Regions from separate parts of the Oryctolagus cuniculus genome. Here region 2 is linked to region 1. A link is a contact called in public Hi-C data. All regions are on one chromosome and are shown on one strand. Each heading gives the region's core, a stretch centred on a gene start, on an enhancer-like site or on the middle of the called end of the contact. The rest is flanking DNA. Distances are from core to core; before and after follow the strand shown.

The links. A called contact is a pair of places that touch in the nucleus more often than the background predicts.
Region 2: a Hi-C map of embryonic fibroblasts shows a contact between it and region 1, with 2.9 times the contacts expected there. The contact joins the promoter of EHD3 here to the enhancer-like site in region 1. A contact is called at or near these places in 2 of 6 Hi-C or Micro-C datasets (ear pinna and embryonic fibroblasts).

Annotation. Positions count from the first base shown.
Region 1 is chr2:171,361,961-171,366,160 of mOryCun1.1, reverse strand. It overlaps a transcript of XDH not described here. Among named protein-coding and RNA genes, the nearest start is that of EHD3, 57 kb to the left of the region's middle. Within about 2 kb of position 1,335, at least 1 of the 8 cell types and tissues checked has an H3K27ac peak or open chromatin away from gene starts, as enhancers often do.
Region 2 is chr2:171,418,559-171,422,787 of mOryCun1.1, reverse strand. EHD3 (EH domain containing 3) reads left to right here and starts at 1,886. Exons shown (of 6, transcript XM_002709932.5): 1 at 1,886-2,594. The coding sequence starts at 2,368. It overlaps LOC103347710 (a long non-coding RNA gene), which reads right to left and starts at 1,698. Exons shown (of 2, transcript XR_516297.4): 1 at 1,134-1,698.

The DNA.
Region 1 (4,200 bases), core at 86-2,585:
AGTCAACCCTGGCCAGCAGGAGGAGGTAGAGCTGCTGCTGCCCACTGAGGACAGGAAGGGCTGCCCTTGGCACCAGGTAGTGAATCTACTTGCCTGTCTTTGACAGTGAGTGAAAATCAAGCAGTCACGGGGAGGAGATGCTTCCACAGCCTCTAGGAAGTGCTGGATCCCAGTGGCACAAAAGCAGGACTTCTGTAGACCTGGGATGAGCAGCCCAGACCCCTCTTCAGGGCCGAAGGACTTGTGCCCTTGACTGCCATAAGTGCTGCCAGCTGCCAACTCTCTATGATCACCTTGGTAAGGAGCTGGCATTGTGGTGTAGCAGGTAAGGCCATCGCCTGTGATGCTGGCATCCCATTTGGGTGCCAAGTAGTGTCCTGGCTGCTCCACTTCTGATCCAACTCCCTGCTGGTGGCCTGGGAAAAGCAGCAGAAGATGGCCCAAGTACTTGGGCCCCTGTACCCACATGGGAGAACTGGATGAAGCTCCTGGCTTCGGCCTGGCCCAGTACTGATCATGGCAGCCATCTGGGGAGTGCAAGAGTAGATGGAAGAACTCTCTTTTTCGGTCTCTCCCTCTCTAACTCTGACTTTCAAATAAATAGCTAAATAAATCTTTTAAAATAATAAATATTCACCTTGGTAGAAGAGTCACCTTGCCCAAAGTCACACCCCCTCCCGGGGGAACTTGCATGCATGACCAGTTGGCACAAGAGCTGAAAAACCCTACGTCCTTGCCACAACTCAAAACAGACATGAGCAGCAGCCCCATCTCCTTCACTGGGAGAGAAAAGGGAAGGGGTGCAGCCTAGAAGCAAAGGGAAGAGAAAGGACCCAAAGGAGAGGGGGCCTGGCAGGAGGCCAGGACTGGAGACAGAAGAGCTCACAGCCTCGGCCGGGAAGGGGAAGGCATGGGAAGACTTGCCGTTACAGAAGGGGCAGAGCAAGGAGTTCCAAGGGTCCCCCTGTGTTTCCCAAGGGTCTTGTCCATTGCAGTTGCAAGCTTCCCTCGCAGCCAACGGTCTGGCCACCCACATGTAGAAGAGAACCCATGGCCTGCTGGGGGTGCACACAGGCCCCAGGCACTGCCAGCCAGGAAAGGGATGAGGCGAGGCCCAGCAAAAGCCAGGTGCAGGTGCAGGCCATCAGTCCAGACCCCGCTCTGTGTGTGTTCTAGACCTGATGAGTTTCTCAATCAGGGGCTCAGAGTGTTATCCAACAACAGCCTCGAGATTTGAGTCAATTAACTTAGATTCCAGATCTGACTCACCTTCGCATCCACAGGCTAGGCGACTTGAGTGAGTCAGCCAACCTCTCTAAGCCTGTTTCCTTATCTGGAAAATGGGATTCGTGCCCAATCATGAAATCACTGTAACTCAAAGCTGTCACTAAACACCAGAGTGTCTGTGGGGTATGGAAGGCACCAGGGAGGTGGGACAGCCCTGGAAGGGGAACAGCCCTGCACGCTAGGCCCAGCACCACTGTTCACTAGCCCTGGGACCTTGGACAGGTACTGAAAGTTTTTAAAGGAGACTATATTTTTTAGGGCAGCTTTAGGTCCACAGCATAGCTGAATGGAAAATGCAGAGCCCTCTTCTACACAGCCTCTCCCGCCCACCATCAACATCCCCTAACAGAGCAGTGTATTTGCTACAATGCACGAACCTCCATGGACACAACACTAACCTCCAAGGTCCAGCGTACACCAGGGCTCCCTCTCGGCACTGCACTTTCCATGGGTTTGGACAAATGTGCAATGACACACACCCACTACCCTAATATCACACAAATCTCCAGAGCTTCATCTGTTCATCTCTTGCTGTCCCCAAGCCCCTGGAAACCACTGAACTGTTGTCTCTGGAGTTTTGCCTTTTCTAGAATATCATCCACGTAGAGTTCTAATCACAGTATGTAACCTTTCCAGATGGGCTTCTTTCATTCAGTAATAAGCATTAAGTTCCCTCCATAGCTTTTCATGACTTGATAGCTCATTTCCTACTCATGTTAAGTAATATTCCATTGTCTGGACATGACCTTTTGCCCATGCACCCACCAAGGGACATCTTTGTGGCTTCCGAGTCTTGGCAATTACAAACAAAGCTGCTATGCACAGCATGGGTGGGACTTTGCATGAATAGAACTCTTCAGCTCATGGGATGAACACCAAGGGGGCCTGATGGCTGGCTTAGCTGCCCTGTACCTCTCCCGAGCCTCATTTTCTTCACTGGTAAAGCATAGATAACAAGCAGCACCTCTCATCACTGTGAAGTCTAAGACAATGCACAGGGATAACACAGTGCTGTGCCCAGCCCATGGTCACCACCCCTGTTGCCCAACTCAACAAATGAAGGAAGCAGTACAAACTACTTCAATACAAATTGGAGGAGGCAGACAATACAGGCAAATTCCACAGTCTGTGAGCCATCTGTCCACACTCCAAGAAACACTTGGGTGCTGTCAGGGTGCTCCTACCACCACAAAGGCAAAATCTGGCAATCTCCTCATGACCTTTGACCCCCAGTGCTAAGCAGCCCGAGCCAGGGGAGAGGAGGTAGTGGTGAACTCAGTGTGGCTGGTGGCTACCACAGCAGATAGCACAGAGCAGAACATTCCCGTCTTCACAGAAGCGTCTGGAAGGTGAGTTCTAGAACATTCTTCCCCTAAGTCCAACTCATCCTTCAAGTCTCAGCTTCAATGCCACATCCCACAGAGGACTCTTCCAATGCTTTGGGCTAAACCAAGATTTGCTGTTTTATCTCTCATGGGACCTGCAACTTTCATTCTTAGTTCTTAGAATTGTTGGCAAAGTTGTATTCATGCATGCAATTGTTTTCTAAAGATCTCGGACAGTGGGTGTTGTTCACCCATCACTCCTCAGCTCCTAGCCCAGGGCCTGCCGCATACGGGGCTCATTCGTGTTGTGAATGAATGGAGGAATGCAGAAATGTACAAATGGATGGAGCAGTGGCACAACACCCACCTGCCTTGAGAAATGTAGGGTAATGTTGGCAGAGCTGGCTGGAACAGAGGTTCTTCGTGCAAGAAAAATTTAGGCATAAAACAGAGTAGTGGTAAGCAAGGTAGCAAGGTTTCATGAGGTAGGGCATCCGCTCTAACGATGGATCTGAAACAGTGTCCAGTCATTCATACTGGGATAAGCCAGGCTGCATCATTTAATGAAGAGAAGGCACCTGACAGCCAGGTGGGCATCTCTACAAAGAGCTGAGAGTTGAAATAAACCTGATAGACTCAGCAGGCTAGTGAGGGAAAAGCTGAGCCTGCAGTTTGCATTCAGACTGGGGCTTATAAAGGAATGGAGCCCAGGTCCTCCTCCATTTTTGCCCACCCCTTCTCCTGAACAAAGAGTTGGCTGGGTGTGAAATAAGTTTTATTACCCAGTGTTATCAGACTGGGCAGCCCTGGGCGTGGGGCAGAGAGGGTTCTCCAGGGGAACTCCCCTTGCAGGGAAGGCTGGGACCACCTGTGTAGTTACTGGGGCATGGGCAGGACACGGAAGCCTAAAGCAGTGTGCTGCTTCCACGGTGAGCTTCCGAGGCTGCTAGAGGCTGCTCCATTTCTTCCCACAGGTGCTTGGTTTTCCTTTGGCCTCTCTCTCACACACAGGTTAATTTCCACCTCCTTGCTTAACAGCCTGATCCACTTCCCACCCAGAACTGAGAGACAGATGACAAAGTGCCAATCCTAGAAGTTCTCAGAATAGCAGGTGCACCTGGCATAGGGTGGGTCCTTTCTCCTTGGTCAGCTGTCATCAGTTCATCCCTGTGAATCTCCTGTGTCAGCATCAACCCCAGAGCTTGTTTAGAATGCAGGTTCCTGGGCCTGTTCCAGACCCACTCAATCAGAACCTGGGCAAGAAGGTGAGGTGATCTGGAAGCTGCGTTTTCAATAAGCAACTCTGGCCACTGATTGCTCTGGGCTGAGACTTCTCAGCACAGAGCCATCTGCCCCAGGGGCACTGGTGGGAGGGGAGGGGAGGGGAGGGCTGTTCCTCTGACCACTCACTGAGCTTCCCTTTAATTTCTATGCCAAGAGATGGTTGACCAAGCGCCTATGTAGTGAGTTACAAAGTTGATGACTACTATTTGGAACTCATCCACTTCAGCTACTACCAGGAGGGGAGGCAGCCACACAGCCCCAGGCCACTCTGCACACTTCCACAGGGGCATTCCACAAGCCCACG
Region 2 (4,229 bases), core at 637-3,136, 56 kb before region 1:
GATCCAGGAGATCAGAGCTGTCACTGAGGAGGTTCTATTCAGCACCCGCCTCCGCTTAGCGTAGCAAAGCCCCATGGCTTCACTGTCATCCTCTACCCAAAGCTTCCACAGGCACTTCAAATGCACCATGTGTCAGACCAAACGCATCGGCCCTATCTGCTCCATCCTCTTTCTTCTTGCCTCCTAGTTAGTGGAGGAGCTTCTGCAAGCGTCTATAGTAGAAAATCCAGAATCAGCTTAGACGCGATCTCACCCTTCTTTCCTTCTCACCAAGACCTGTGAGTTCTACCCTGAAGGAAAATCTCTTGGCTCAGACATCTTCTCTGCTCCTACTGCTGATGCCTCCCAGCCTCCTGAACCATCTCCTGGCCTCCAGCCTCTGTCGTTCCTCTGCTCCCTGTCCATCCTGGCCCCCAGCATCGTCAGTCCCCACCTGGTGCTTTAGCCTACCTGGCTTCCTCACCTGTGGAACAGAGGCAGGGGAAGCCATCTACCTTAGGAGGAGCATTTGCTCACCACGTTGTTCACAACAGTGCTAATACAAAGCAGATCAATCCTGAGTTGGTTTACTCTTATGTTTAAATCCCCTACAGACAATGCACCCCTTTTTGCCCATACCTGGCCCATGTTCCCATCTGCTCTCCTGGGTATGCTGCTGGAGGTAATAACGTCTGCCTCACAGAGCTGCTGTATTCCTCAGCTTTTGGCCACTAGGGCTAAACACCTCACCCAGGCTACTTGCAAAGGAAGAGGGTTTCTCTGGGCTAACAGTTTTGGGGTGCAAGACTGGCCCCATTGGTTGGACCCTCTGATGAAGTTGGCAAAATGAGTGAGCCCATGGTGAACCAGGAAGCAGAGAGTGACCACAATCAGCTGAGCCTTTGTAAGCAACCCTCTGGGGAGAACACCTCCCAAGGGCATGTGTCCAGTGACCTAAGGACCTACCTCCTAAACACCTCAATTGGATCACCCCTTTCTATGCTCTTAATACAGCAATTTAGGACTTCTGCACGAGGTCAGGAGCCATATCTTACTCAAGCTACAACAGCTAGGAAGGTTAGAGGAAACACTGCTGGCAGAGACCATAACCCTGGGGAGCAATGTGTTAGCGCAACAGTGACTAGGAAGAGTACCGTTTTAGTTCCCAGTCGCTGTGTGTCCCGGCCTTCACAGCCTCAGCCTCCTTTGCCTGACTTCAGTCACCTGCTCCACCTTCTTGGAGTCCACTCCAGTTCTGCCAAGCTGCTTGCTCTGTCTTGGACTCAACACATTCCTCCACGTTCCTCAGGCCTTCGCAAGGGCCGCTTGCTCCGCCTGGAACGTCCATCCATGGTTGACTGGACCCAGCGCCTGCGTGAGTGAGGCTCCCCTTCCCTGGGCTCCCAAGGCCCCCTGCCAGCGTGTCCCCCTTGCACGGCTGGCCTCGGCCGCCACTGCGGGACCTCAGCCTATATAAGCGCTCCAGTTAACCTCAAGTCACCACAAGGTGCCTGCCCGCTGATAAGAACACAGCACTAGCGGAGCCAGGCGTGTCTGGTGGGCAGGAAGGAACAAACAAAATGAGGGAAGGAATGCCAACAGCGTTGAGCTCACCCCAAGCCTGGCAAACAGTTCAGGAGGCGGCCCCTCGAGTGGTTTCATTGAACCTGACATTGGACCATCCTTCCCACGCGCCCGCAAGAAAAAATACTGCCAAATACTAGAGTACCTGCGTTCTGAGCGCAGTGGCTGGAAGGAAACGCCAGCCTCCAAGCAGGGCATCTCGATTCTGTCTTCGCAGCCGTCCCTGAGAGGGCGCTGTTCCCAAGGCCAGGGCCCAGCCGCCCGCGCCTGCCCCACGGGACGCGGTCGGCCCCGGCTCTCCTCAGAGCGCTGCCCTCAGACATGGCGGCGCCCTGCCCGGCTTCGCGTCGCTGGCACCGCGCGGCCGGCCCGGCCTTGCCAGCACTCGGGGACTTCCTCCGCGCGCCGGCTTCCTGCGAGGCTGGCATTTAAACGGCGCCGGGGCCGCGGGATGCCGCTGCGGCTGCGGAGCTGTCCGCGAACCGCGCAGCCGCGGAGCCCGAGCATCTCTTAGCCGGCGGCGAGCGCGACGCGAGCCAGGGCGAGGGCTGGCAAGGGGGGCCGGGGACCCCGGCATCTGGCAGTTTCCTCGCAGCCTCGACGTTCGTTTATTTCCAAGAGCGCAGCCCTCCTGCGCCGCGGCGCCGAGTCGAGCCGAGCCCCGGCCTGGGCTGCCGCCGAATGAAGCCGGGGGCCAGCGGCGGCGCGTGGGCCATGGTGCGGCTGAGCTCCGAGCTCTCCCGGTGAGCAGCGCCTTCCCCGAGAGCCTGCTGCGCCTGGGCGGCGGGGCGCGCGGCCGTCGCGATGTTCAGCTGGCTGGGGACCGACGATCGCCGGAGGAAGGACCCTGAGGTCTTCCAGACGGTGAGCGAGGGGCTCAAGAAACTCTACAAGACCAAGCTGTTGCCCCTGGAAGAGCATTACCGCTTCCATGAGTTCCACTCGCCGGCCCTGGAGGACGCCGACTTCGACAACAAGCCCATGGTCCTGCTGGTGGGCCAGTACTCCACCGGGAAGACCACCTTCATCAGGTGAGCAGCCGGCTCGGCGTCGGAGGCCCACCCCACAGGTGCATTGCCGGGCCCCCTCCGCGTGCTGCCCGGCGCCTCTCCTCTGCCCTGACCCCTTGGCCCCGGTGGTCCGTTTGCACTGCTCAAGTTCAGAGCCATCCCTGTGCTTCTCCATGGAGGAGGAGGGGAGGCCCCAGAGGCGTAGGCGGGAGAGCTCCTGGTCTGCCCAGCACCTTTCGCCCTCGGAGGGACCTGTCCTTGGTGGCCAGGACCACCTCCTCCCTTTCCAAGGCTGCCCCCTCCTGCGGGGGCCCTGGCAGTTGCAGCTGAGGAGGTGTGCAGGGAACAGGCCCCGGGGAATGGAGGTGGCCTGCTGACCTCTCCACCTTGTCCTCCTCTGAGGCAGAGCTCCTGTGGGTGCCTGGACAAGAGCAGGGTCCCGAGGCAGAATGCCCTTTTTTCTCTCGTTTGGGTCTGAATGACTCAATCCTAATATTAAGCACTCGTAGCAGAAGGGACATTGGCATTGTCTCATCCAGGGCCTGGACTTTGCAGGTGAGCAGACTGAGGTGTGGGGGGGTCAAGGGGTGCGTGGCAGGCCTGGGGCACGGGTTCTAGGTGTGCATGAAAAGATGGTTGGCTAGGGGCCTGTGGCTTGGAGGGTGAGTCAGCCATGCCCTTGAATCACAGATGGCTGAGCTGGACAGAGCCTCTGAAAGCTCTGCTTGTCCACCCTGCCTTCACGGACACCCATAAATTGTCCCCTGAGTGAGGACAACCCTCCTTTTCCTTGGAAAACAGGCTTTACTGTGGTCCTCCATCCATGCAAATGCAAGGCCAGGCCACTGAGAACCATTCCAAACTGTACAGAGCACCGAGCATCAGTCCCCTACCGTGTGGGATGGGGTGCAGTGACCCCACCCCACCCCAGAGCCAAGGTGCTCATCTTCTGCAGAGCGTCTGAAAGCAGGGACCCTTGTGTTTCCACTCAGTGGCTGTTGGAGCACTGTGCCTGAGCGAGGAGAGTGGAAAAGCTGAATGTGGTTCCTAGTTGTCGAGGTACTAATTTTCTCTAACATTAAGCTTGTCGCACAGCCTTCTGGGAGCTGGACGTGCACCATGCTAACGTGTCACGCCTGGTCAGATTTTGGCCCTGTGGAGTGGATGGCCTTGCACGTAGCGGCTCTGGGAGACCAGGTGATTTCTGAAGAAGTATGGAGCCTGTGGTGATGATGGGCTTGTTGGAGCCTGCCTGTTTTCTATTGTTAGAATAGGCAAGAGCCCTTGGACAATAATCCTTTGCTCCTTTTAAAACATCAGCATCTCCTTTGAAAATCTGATGGAAGCTGTGGACCTATCTTTAGGACAATGCCATCCACCCCAAATTTCAAATTTTCATATAGTATTTTCATCAGGATGAGAACCCCTGACCTGATGCATACCTTTATTTTGTTAAATGCCCTGGCTGCCAAAGGCCCTTCCGAGTTTCCTTTGTGGCCTCTGCCCTTGCCTGCTGTGGTCTGTGCCTCACAGGAAGCGCAGACCATTTGCCGATGGCTCCTGACCTTGCCTGGCCTCCCCGGCTATCTGCTCGTAGCTTGGTTGTAACTCTGAGCTCACTGTCGGGAGCGTCTCCTGCCCAGAGCACAGGCACTT